Regions from separate parts of the Mus musculus genome. Here regions 2 and 3 are each linked to region 1. The links are chromatin contacts, called in public HiCAR-type and HiChIP or PLAC-seq maps. All regions are on one chromosome and are shown on one strand. The core of a region is the stretch at or near the end of the contact, and the rest is flanking DNA. Distances in the headings are between cores, read along the strand shown.

What was found. HiCAR-type assays count read pairs that join an accessible place to other places. HiChIP or PLAC-seq counts read pairs in DNA pulled down with a chosen protein or histone mark.
Region 2: a contact with region 1 is called in a HiCAR-type map of astrocytes, with 3 times the contacts expected there. The contact joins the promoter of Stk4 here to the promoter of Dnttip1 in region 1. A contact is called at or near these places in 3 of 39 promoter capture datasets (hippocampal neurons, liver and pre-B cells) and 3 of 115 datasets of contacts at active chromatin or transcription factors (astrocytes, bone marrow-derived macrophages and embryonic midbrain).
Region 3: an H3K4me3 HiChIP or PLAC-seq map of bone marrow-derived macrophages shows a contact between it and region 1, with 3 times the contacts expected there. The contact joins the enhancer-like site here to the promoter of Dnttip1 in region 1. A contact is called at or near these places in 3 of 39 promoter capture datasets (hippocampal neurons, liver and pre-B cells), 2 of 484 Hi-C or Micro-C datasets (the G1E-ER4 cell line and cortical neurons), 1 of 115 datasets of contacts at active chromatin or transcription factors (bone marrow-derived macrophages) and 1 of 9 other capture datasets (pancreatic islet).

Annotation. Positions count from the first base shown.
Region 1 is chr2:164,744,128-164,747,885 of GRCm38.p6, forward strand. Dnttip1 (deoxynucleotidyltransferase, terminal, interacting protein 1) reads left to right here and starts at 1,888. Exons shown (of 13, transcript NM_133763.1): 1 at 1,888-2,031; 2 at 2,580-2,650; 3 at 3,336-3,432. The coding sequence starts at 1,927. It also overlaps a transcript of Wfdc3 not described here.
Region 2 is chr2:164,072,203-164,075,960 of GRCm38.p6, forward strand. Stk4 (serine/threonine kinase 4) reads left to right here and starts at 1,936. Exons shown (of 11, transcript NM_021420.4): 1 at 1,936-2,045. The coding sequence starts at 2,011.
Region 3 is chr2:164,091,948-164,095,705 of GRCm38.p6, forward strand. All of the region lies in intron 5 of Stk4 (serine/threonine kinase 4), which reads left to right. Among named protein-coding and RNA genes, the nearest start is that of Stk4, 20 kb to the left of the region's middle. Within about 2 kb of position 2,019, at least 28 of the 459 cell types and tissues checked have an H3K27ac peak or open chromatin away from gene starts, as enhancers often do. A contact at or near this core is called in bone marrow-derived macrophages and pre-B cells, where this site is marked.

The DNA of each region.
Region 1 (3,758 bases), core at 638-3,137:
GGCAGCTGCGATGACTCGGTCTTTCATGTCTCCTCTGTCACCTTCTCCCCTGCTTCTTTTTATTTGTATAGCACATGTCCTCCATTGGCTGTGATATCTAATAGTGTCCAGTGACACCGCTGAGCCCAGTAAGGTTAAGGGCAGAGTACAGGTAAAAACGTAACAACAAAAGACTATCTTCATATATCCAAAGCCAGGCATGGTAGTGTCTGCTTGCCATTCCAGTCTTGGGAAGGCAGAGAGAGACAGGTAGATTACACTGTCAGCTTGGGCCTAAATTGAAGCTCAGCCTAGAGCTACAGAGGAGGGTCTTGCCTAAGGGAAAACAAAAACAAAAAAGCCACCATTGTTTAAAGCAAGGAAGTGCCTTGTTAAAAGGTGGATGTTGGGGCTAGAAAGATGGCCCAGCAGTCATGGAGCATGTGTTGCTCTTGTAGAGGACCAGGGTTCAGTTCCCAGCACCCACAGGGAAATTTACAATTATCCATAACTTTATTTCCAAAGGATCCAATACCCTATTCTGACCTCTGCGGATACCAGGTACATAAATGATGTACATACATACATGCATACCAGCAAAACACTCATACACATAAGTAAACCTAAAAAAATAAAAGTGGACGTTGGAACATGGAACAAAACTGGCATTGTTGATTATCTAATATGTGTTTTATATGCAGTATTTTAATACATACAATAATATTTCAGAGGAAAAAGTCCTTAAGTGACGGTTGCTGGAAATTACTATTATATTAGAATAATTTAAGGAGTTACTTATACCAAAGTTTTAAGTGCTTTGCATAAAATAATCCAGCCCTAGTATCAACCATATGACGACTCTGGGGTCAATTTCCAACACGACATAAACCAAACGTGGACTGTGGCATGCCTGTGAACCGGCATTGTGGAGGTGGAGGCAGATCCTTAGTTACATGGTCCAGGCTGGAATACTTGAAACTGTGGACGAATGACCGTGCAATTAGTATGCAGGAGAATAGCGGTAAGCGATCCAGTCCCACAGCCAATGTTCTTAGCCTTTGGCTTTGAGACAGCTCTACACCACAGCTACTTCCTTCCTCGGTGTTGGGGTTATGTTATCACACCAGGCCCTATCCAACGTTAACGATCATATCACATCAGGTTGGAATCTAGATCTTTCCTAACACAAAATTCATATACGTTACACTACCTGCTTCTTGTGACCCGAGAAGAGTTATTTTATCACCCGTAACTGAATCCGAATTCTTTCACAGACAGCTTACCTCTCTGAGGTAGTGCTAAGAGGAGCTCTGGAGAACGCCACAGTTGTTAAACCTTTCATCCCCTACCTATCCCAGAATCAACCATCTAGGGGAGAGAAGGCCAGCTCTCTGCAACAGGACTAGTTCACAAGCCAAAACCCAACTTTCATTCTGATGCCTTTCGACACAAGCGGCAGCCCGCAAAGGCTAGTAGTATGGTGTTTAGGTGTTTGGGTATTTAGGGTGGCACCAACAACCCCTTCTTTTGTTGGCTTTCCCGGTTCCTGAGTCAGACTACTCCAATTCGGGGGAGGCTGTGCTAAGATTTCAGATGTTCCTGCGGTTTTCAAAGATTGAACTTCGGGCTGCCCTCATCCGAAGCCCCGTGCTCCCCCGCTGAAGTGTATGCTCTGCTGCCCTCACACCGCCCTCGTCCCTTGACTGAATGGCCCCCGAACACCCACACTCGGTCCCCAGCCGTTGTCTCCCAGGGGTCTGGAAGCCTCAACGTCGTCCCCGACACCAAAGACGAGGTGGCTCCTAGGCGGCAGTTCGGTTCCCATAGCAACCCCACGGCGCACGCGCGTCGCGCTTCCGGCCGGGTGGCTCGGGCGCTCCCGTGACGTCACGGCGCCGCTTTCCGGTGGCTGAGTCGAGCTGAGGTTGTTGTGGGCCGGGGGGCGCCATGGGGGCGACTGGCGACACCGAGCAGCCGCGGGGCCCCGGCGGGGCGGAGCGAGGTGGCCTGGAGCTGGGCGACGCGGGCGCGGCGGGCCAGCCGGTTCTCACGGTGAGGGCGCCCGGGCGAGGCCGGGGCTCGGGCCGGGCAGGGCCTCGGGCTCCCGGGCCCCGGGCCCGCGGGCGAAAGAACGCGGCGGCCGTGCGGCCCTGGGAATGTCGTTTTCTCAGTGCCGCTACAAGCTGGATTCAGATTGTAGCTAGGTGACGTGGGCCTGATGTGACACCCTCTGAGCGCCAGGTTTCTCTTCTGTGAAATGAACAGCAATAACCCGAGCTTGCTGGAGTTGTGGTGGGATGGGCTGATAAAGGCGGGTAGAACGCCCTGACTCGTCACCCGCCTCATAGTAGACCCTAGGTAAACACTGCTGCCCTTCCTCTTGCTCTTCCAGAAAAAGCGAGCTTTGGACATTGGTGACAGAAAACATTTTCCCAGTTCCTCCACCCTGACAGGGTCTTCCAGCCACTGAATTAATTCCCCTTCACCCCAAGGTGGGAGAAGTGAGAAGCAGGAACGTCTAGGTTTAGCGCCATACTCACTTTCTCCTCATCCTCACTATGAGAAGCCTCGGTGACATTTGCCCACTTGGTCCCCAACAGAACCCTTGGAACATAATGATAAAACATCGGCAGGTGCAGCGAAGGGGCCGCCGATCTCAGATGACCACAAGGTAAGGCTCGACCTGGGTGAGACCTGAGATCCAGTTGTGTGGACTGCAGTGAGTGCTTTGGGAACCCCACTGTAGGAGTCTGAGATCAACAGCCCGTAAAGAGCACAGGAGTGGGGAGGCTGTAACTTCCTGTCACCTTGTCAGGTCCACATCCTAACCAAGCAGGGAAGGAATGAACGTCTAGTCTGTCTCCGTGATTGAAGTCTGTAAGTCAGAGGATGTGAATTCAAGATTACAGACATCTGTTCTAATGCAGACTGAGATGTTTGTTAACACAAGCCTTTAGCTTTTCTTAGACTCTGTTTTCTCAGCTTTGACATGGGGCATCCAGCCTGGGGAAGGGATGGGCCTTGGGAATTCTTCTTGTATTTTTGACCTGGGATAGTGATAATCATTTATTAATTACAATACTTGGCAGAGGCAGGCAGACCTCTGTGAGTTTAAGGCCAGCCTGATCTATGTAGTGAGTTCCAAGACAACCAGACTACATAGTGAGACTCTGTCTCTAAAAAAGGAAAAGAAAAAATATGTGTGTATTATATTTCATAAAATACTTGGAAAATAATTCCTATTTCACAGAGTTATAATGAAATAAATTTTAGAATCCCATGTTGCTAACTAGCTGAGTAGTCTGGGAAGGTCTGTTTGGAACACTCCCCTGACTCTGTCTCCCCAACAACCCCAGTTTCACAGACCCAGCCATCTCTATGGATCTCCTCCGTGCTGTCCTGCAGCCTAGCATCAATGAGGAGATCCAGGGTGTCTTCAACAAGTACATGAAGGTGAGGACCTGGTGACTAAAGCCAACTGTACTACTAAACAAGACTGTACAGCCAGGTGCTGCAGCGTACGTGCCCGACCACTCAGGAGGCTGAGGCAGCTGACAGCCAGCCTGGACAGCACAGTAAGACCCCTTAGACAAGAAAAAACAGAATGGAGGCTGGAAAATACAGCCTCAGTGGTTAGGGGTGCTTGCTGCTCCTGCACAGGACTCAATTGTAGTTCCTAGCACTCACATCAGGCCACTCCCAGCCTCCTGTAACTCAGGTGCAGGCTCCAGTGCCCTCTTCTGACCTCTGCAGATTATAACCAGAGTATAAATTCCACA
Region 2 (3,758 bases), core at 686-3,185, 670 kb before region 1:
CAGCCTCTGGGCTTAAAGTTCAGGGGTGGGGGCATGGCATGGCAGGTAGGCACTGAGGGATGCTGGGAGAACCTGGAGATTGGGGAAGGCAAACAATAGGAAATACCCCTGTGGAGGCTGTTAAACCTGAGCAGGCCACAGAGAGCCTCTGAGGCAGAGAATCAGCTGAAACCTGAGATGTCGGGATCAGGATTCCAGAAAGCTGGAAAGCGCCTGGCATCTTGTGGACCATAAAACTTATTTAGTGGGTGAATACAGATGGATACAGATGAATACAGTGAATACACATGGATAACACTGGAGCTGGGCTTGGTGGTGGACGCTTTAATCCCGGCACTTAGGAGGTAGAGGCAGGTTGGTTTCTGAATTTGAGGCCAGCCTGGTCTACATAGCATGTTCCAGGCCAGTCAGGGAATATACAGATGCTGCTTCAAACAAATCCCTACAAACAACCCTAAACTAAAAATATACCCACTACGCCCCTAAAAACAGAACGGTGAGGGCTCAGCGACGGAACTTCAGAAATCTGTGAGTTTTATTTTTTTAAAAAGATTTATTGATTTTATGTATGTGAGTACACTGCAGCTGTCTTCAGTCACACGCCAGAAGAGGACATCAGATCCCATTACAGGTTGTGAGCCACCATGTGGTTGCTGGGAATGGAACTCAGAACCTCTTCAAGAGCAGTCAGTGCTCTTAACCACTGAGCCACCCCTCCAGCCCTTGAGCTTTATTTTTGTCAATAACCCTATCGGCTTGAGCTGAGTCTAGACTGTCATTTTGGACTAAATTAGTGGATCTTTCCGTTTTTGGGGGTGTGCCAGGTCCAAAGCGAACCCCCAATTCCTCCCCCAAAAGGGAAGGCTTGTGTTGAATATTGAAAGTGTAAACAAAAGGATTGCTGGTGGACAGACCCGAGTAGTCCTCTGTAACCTGTTGGTTTCTGTCTACCAAAAGGAGTCACTCCTTTATCGTCCTTGCCTTTGGTAAAGGAGACTTAAGCCAAGCTAACCTGCAGGGTCCTTGGTCCCTAGTAACATATATCTGTTATGAGTAGCAAAGCAGCCTGGCCCTCCTTACCTCCTCCACTATGCTCCCAGGCTGTTCCAGATTACAACTTGCACACTCCCCTCCGCAGCAGTTACGCTACAGCAAGGTCCCGACCGGCTCTTCTCCCTCTTCGCTAATTTTTTCTGCCCGGAAGATATAGCCCTGGCCTTGGCCAGTCTGTTTTTTTCTCTCTGCTCAGGAGTCTTCCAGATGCTGTTTGGTCTCATCTACAATAAAACCTCTCCAGTCTTGGAGCAGAGATTTTGATGGTTTCTTGACTGCGCCCTAGTTTACAGAGGGCTTGGGGCTTTTCCCCTTGGCCCTAATATGAACTCACTTCTTTTTCTTTCTCTCTCTCTCTCTCTCTCTCTCTCTATATATATATATATATATAATATATATATATAAATATATATAAATATATATATACACACACACACATATATAAAATATATATATAAATATATATAAATATATATAAATATATATAAATATATATAAATATATATATATACACATATATAAATATATATATACACACATATATAAATATATATATACACACATATATAAATATATATATACATATATATAAATATATATATATATTTATATATATATATTTTAAGAACTCACTTATCAAGCCCGTGCTTTGCTAACAGCCTCCCCATCTGAGAAACTGGAGAACCCTCAAGGAGTCAGGCTTGAAAGTATTCAGTCCAAAGGCAAGTCAAGGAGAGGGTGTCGCTGACACTCGGGCCACTAGAGGCCGCCCGAGAGGCACCTCTTCGGCTTTCTGACTTCTGTATCCGCCCGCCACTGTGCCACGTGACTCCCGCCGCTCCGCCCAGCCTCCTCTCGCTTCCGGTAGGGGCGGAAAGCGGAAGTGTGGGAGGGTTCGCGGGGCGGGCTCCGGGAGGATGGAGCATTGAGGCAGTCTGGGCGGCTGCCGGCAGCGCCATGGAGACCGTGCAGCTGAGGAACCCACCGCGCAGGTGAGGGGCCGTAGGCTGAGAGGCAAGAGAGTTGGGTGAGGAGAGAAGGCGCGAGCTTGCTGAGGGTAGACCCCGGCGTGCGAGCTCGGGCCGGGAGGAGAGGGACCCGCGAGGCTGGTGACCGGGCTGCAGTAGCACCTGCCGAGAGAGGAGGGAGCGTCCGCTGGCCCGGGCAGAAGTGGTTTTGCTTAGAGAGAGCACTCTCTGGGCAACGTGCGGACAAGTTAGGGGAGACCCCAGCAGAGGCCGGGGAAGGCGCCCCAAGAAGGGACCCGAGGATGTAGGGGCGAATGCTGAGGCCGGGTGAGCGAGGACTTAACCCTGTTGCTTCGCTTTCGAGGCAGAAGTCGTTAGAAACATTGATTGGAGGTCCCATGGCTAAGTAAGGGGTGGAGCGGGGATTTTGGGTCCTGGTGGTTCTGTCCCAAGTCATTGCTCCTAACTGCCTTACTGTGTCAGTACCAACGTTTCACGGTTCTAGTAATGGAGAAAGGGTTATGGGGGGCTAGAGTTTCCAAGGGGCTTCAGGGTGTCCGCCCCATGTAGGATGATGTATTAGTAGTGATGGCGGTAATGGCTTTTATTACTGAGTTCATGAGTGACTGCCTACTTTTTTTCAAATCGTCCTCAGCCTTCCAACACCCAAAGTTGGGACGTTGATAAAGAACAAACAAACAAACAAACAAACACCAACCCGGGAGTGGGTAATCTGAGGTCCAATAAATAGAGTTTAGACACAGTAGGCTCAGCCAGACTTTGTCCTGTTCAAATTCTGTTTCGATACTCTCTTGGCTCTAGATTCTAGAAGTATCTAGAGTTGTTTTGGGTCAAGATGAACTGACTGCTGTTGTGCTGGACCACTCCCCGTCTCACCTGGAGAAAAAAAGCCTAGAGCCTGAGGGAGTCGTGCTTCTCTCAGACACAGCTAAAAACTTGGGTTTCACAGAGAAGACATTTGACTTCCTGCAGCAGAATGAGCACTAAAATAGGAAGTGTTCAGAGTAAGGGAGTGCCGGGCACCGGAGAGGTGGTGTGTGTGTGTGTGTGTGTGTGTGTGTGTGTGTGTGTGTGTGTGAAAGCCTGGGCAGCACTCTTAGGGGAGGCAGGGTCTGTTGGAAGTACACAAACATGGAATCAAACAAACAGCTTGTTGAGATGGGCTCAGGTTTGACTTAGTGTGGTGTGCTGAGGCACTCAAAGGAGTACTTATTAATTACAGCCAGAGAATGCTGCAGGGCGGCAGGCACTGTTTCATTGCTTTCCAGCTTGCCTGTTCAGCCATAGGAAATTGCTGGTGTTTTGAACTTGTAAACATGGTACACCTTACTGGCGCAGCTAGCCTTCGCAACTATCATATAAGGAGGATATCCCTGTATCCTTAGTGTAAAGAGGATAAAGCCAGGGCACAGAGAGGCAGGCCACTTGTTAGCTGCTCCATAGTTAGAGGCACAGTTGGGGTGTTAACATCTGGTGATCTAGTCTTAAAATCCTTGCGCTTAGCTTTTTTACTCTGATGTCTCTCTGGAAGTTACCTGTTACATTGGGTCTTTCTTTGTATATACGCATCTTAGCAGATTGTTCCTGTATGTACGGAATCAGTAACCACTAGGCCAGTTATTCTTCCATTCCTTTCCCCCAAAACCTTCATTTAACTAATAGTTTTGTTCTCTCTCTCTCTCTCTCTCTCTCTCTCTCTCTCTCTCTCTCTCTCTC
Region 3 (3,758 bases), core at 769-3,268, 650 kb before region 1:
AGCTGCCATCTGCTTCCCAGCTTACAGAATTTTCTGGCTCTGCTTTGCATTTTTAGATGGTTTGGGCAAGAAGTGACAATAAGATGTGTTTGTCCAGTCTGTCATCTTTTAGCAGAAATCTGCAATTAGTTTCTTTTTCTGTTTTGGAGACGGTCTTCTGTAGCCCAGGCTGGTGTTAGACTCCATCCCTCTGCCTCAGCCCCCTGGGTTAGCAGCACACGGCTATCTGTGAGACTCAGTGTGTGATGCAGCTTGGGTTTCATGTGTGAGTGTGCTGTTGCACACTGGGTGCTCACTGACCTTGCTGTTTAAGTTCCTACAGCCACAGTGTGGTGGGGATGTGTGGTAAGCGTCAGGAGCTGGAGTTTTTAGTGCGTATTTGATTTTTGTCCTTAGGATAATTGGCCCCCCCCCCAAAAAAAAAAACAAAACAAAAAACCCTTTAACTTTCAAAAGACAAGTTCTTACTGTGTAGCCCTCTCTGGCCTCTGTAAACCAGGCTGACCTCAAACTCAGAGGCCCTGCTTCTGCCTCCCGGGTGCAGAGTGTGTGCCTCATCACTCTGGGTTCCTTCCCTCCCTTTTAGGCACAGCCTCATCCTGTAGCCAAGGCTGGCCTGGAATTCCCTGTGTAGCTTGGTCTTGAAGCCTCCGTCTGTCAGGGCTGCTTAGAGTACAAGAGTGAACTAAGGACCGGCTGGGCAGGCTTAGATTCATATTCTATCCCCATCTCAGATTCATGTTTATTCATTCATTCTGTCTGTCTGTCTGTCTGTCTGTCTGTCTGTCTCTCTCTCTCTCTCTCTCACATACATACACACACACACACACACCCCTCTCAAATTTGTATTTTAAAGTTTTATTTTTGTGTGTTGGGTGCAGTGCCTTTGGAAAGCCAGAAGAGGGTGTTGGATCTTTTGGAGCTGGAGTTATAGGTGGTTGGGAGCCACATGGTTGTTGGGAGCCAAATTCAGGTCCTCCAGAAGACTAGGGAGTGTTCCTAACCACTGAGCTGGCCGGCCTGCTTGTCCTTTAGTTTCTAAAGTTTTTTTTTTTTTTAAGGAAAATCAATATCTGTCTCCATCTCTCTCTGGATTTTTATCTTTGGTGTTCTGTTCCAGCACCATATACCAGTTCATCTATACTTCAGTATTCTTCTGGGCTTTGTTTTCTATATTTGAGAGTTACCTTATTTGAACTTATTTTGGTAAAAGTATTAGATAGAATTTTTTTTAAAGATTTGTTTATTATTATACATAAGTACACTGTAGCTGTCTTTAGAAACACCAGAAGTGGGCGTCAGATCTCATTACAGATGGTTGTGAGCCACCATGTGGTTCGGGGATTTGAACTCAGGACCTTCGGAAGAGCAGTCAGTGCTCTTACCCACTGAGCCATCTCACCAGCCCTAGATGGAATTTAAGTTTAGAGTTTCATACATGACTACCTAGGTTTTAGTTTGTTTCTGTTCCTCTTCCTCCTCTTCCTCCTCCTCTTTTTCTTCCTCTTCCTCCTCTTCCTCCTCCTCTTCCTCCTCCACTGAGATAGGGTATCATTACATAGTACTGGCTGGTCTAGAACTTTGATATAGACCAGGTGGCCTTGAACTCAGAGAGATCTGCCTGCCTCTAGCTCCAAATGCTGGGGTTAAAGGTTTGTGCCACCACCCTTGGCCAGTGCTTTGTAGTTTGGGGATATTCTGTCCTTCTCACACTGGTTTGAAAGCATGTTAAATTGTCTGTGTGGCATAGAGAGCTGACGGGCTTTTGATTGTGTGCGTATATAGTTATATGAGCCAGTTTTTGGGTTTAACGCTTTCTGTTGCTCTGTTGTACTTAATAACTCTGTAACTAATTGGAGTTTAGGATACACAGGTTACATAATTCTCAAAACACTTTCCTTTATGTAGCTATCCACTTCTGGTTTAAATAATCTAGTAAAAATAACTCTGGGTATCACCATTTGAAAACATGCTGGCAAGTTTGAGGTTTCTGCTAAGGAAATGATTAAGCCCAAGTTGTTTCCTTTGTTGTTGTTGTTTTAAATTTGGTGGACAGTGTGAGGTTAGCTTAGAAGTGCCATCTGTCATTGCTCCTAACTGACATAACCTAAGTCACAGGCACTTCAGGAGTATGGGAATAGGGATGGGAGACTTGTCTGTATCTTTGCTGGGTTTGGAAGTCCTCTCCCTAACTGTGCATCAGTTGTAGCAAGATTCTGGGAAAGCGTTTACCTGCTTATTAGTGTAGTAAGTGCCATATACCCTTCTTCAAACCACAGGGGAACCTTGGGACCATTTTTTATATCTCAGCTTTAAGACGATTTTTCTAATTGCACATATAAACCAAGGGAGTGTTACCGAGTGTAAGAAGGAAAACATCTGAGTAGCTCTGCCCTCTAGCTGTGACCGTTCCTAACAGTGCTTATCACTCCAGGCTGCTCTTGTGCGGCCCTGGCGTTTCTGTTGACTGGGTGTTGCATTCTCTTGACTGTTGTTTTGTTTTCACAGAAATAAAGCTGTATTCTTCAATATTTTGTAAACTATTTCTTTTGGTGTTGCAATAGCTTACACGTTTTCCATACCTGTTTTCATTTGAAATAGAGGTTTGCTATTTAGTTCTGTCTATCCTCAAAATTAAGAGCCTTTTGCTGTGTCTCTCGTGTGTGGGCTGTAGGTGAATGTTCACTCTGCCTGCCTCTTGAGAGAATTTTTAACATGGTATTTCAGTATATACGTATGTATTGTAATATTTATTTTTCTTTTTGAGCAGGGTCTTACTAGGTATTCCTGGCTGGCCTGGAACTTGCTATGTAGATCAGAATGGCCTAGAAAGCATGCACAAAGATCTGTTTGCCTCTGCCGCCTTGGATGCTGAGATTAAAGGCTGGTCTTACTTATTTATGATTTTGAGACTAGGTTTCATTCTAGGTTCCCTGCCATTCTGGAACTCACTGTGCAGTCCAGGCTGGCCTTGAATTCTCTGAGATCTTCTTACCTCAGCTCCCTGAGGACTCAGATTACAAGTGTTAGGCACCTGTGTGGTGATTTCTTAAAAAATTATTTTTATTATTGTTATGTAACTCAGGTTAGGTGCTTAATTATTGAGACAGAGTACCGCAGCATTGTCTTGATCTTGAGCTATGTTGTTCAGGTGGCCTTTGGAGTAGCTGAGGTAGAGGTGTCCCTGGCTTGGTAGTCACTTGAACATTCTACTTTTGTGTGTATGGTTTAGGGTACTCACATGTAAGGTAAATGTCTAGAAAGATACTTGGTTAGAGAGATATAGATATTTTAAAAAAGTTTACTAAATATTGCCAGTTGGTGAGGTTGTACTTTCTCATACTCCAGTGATCAGATGTTTCATGTATGTTTTTTATTAGTACTAGTTTAAATTTAAAAAATTTTAATAACTGTATTTTAATAATTGAAAATCTTTATGGTTCTTGGCCATTTGACTTTCTTTTTTTTTTTTTTTTTTTTTTAAGATTTGTTTATTTATTTATTTATTTTATATGTATGAGTACACGGTAACTGTCTTCAGACACACCAGAAGAGGGCATCAGATTCCATTATAGATGGTTGTGAGCCATCATGTGGTTGCTGGGAATTGAACTCAGGACCTCTGGAAGAGCAGTCAGTGCTCTCAACCGCTGAGCCATCTCTCCAGCCCGCCATTTGACTTTCTTTAGTGACTCATCTGATTATGCCTCGAGTATTGTTTCTAGATAAAGGCACTGTTTTTTTTAAATGTTTTTATT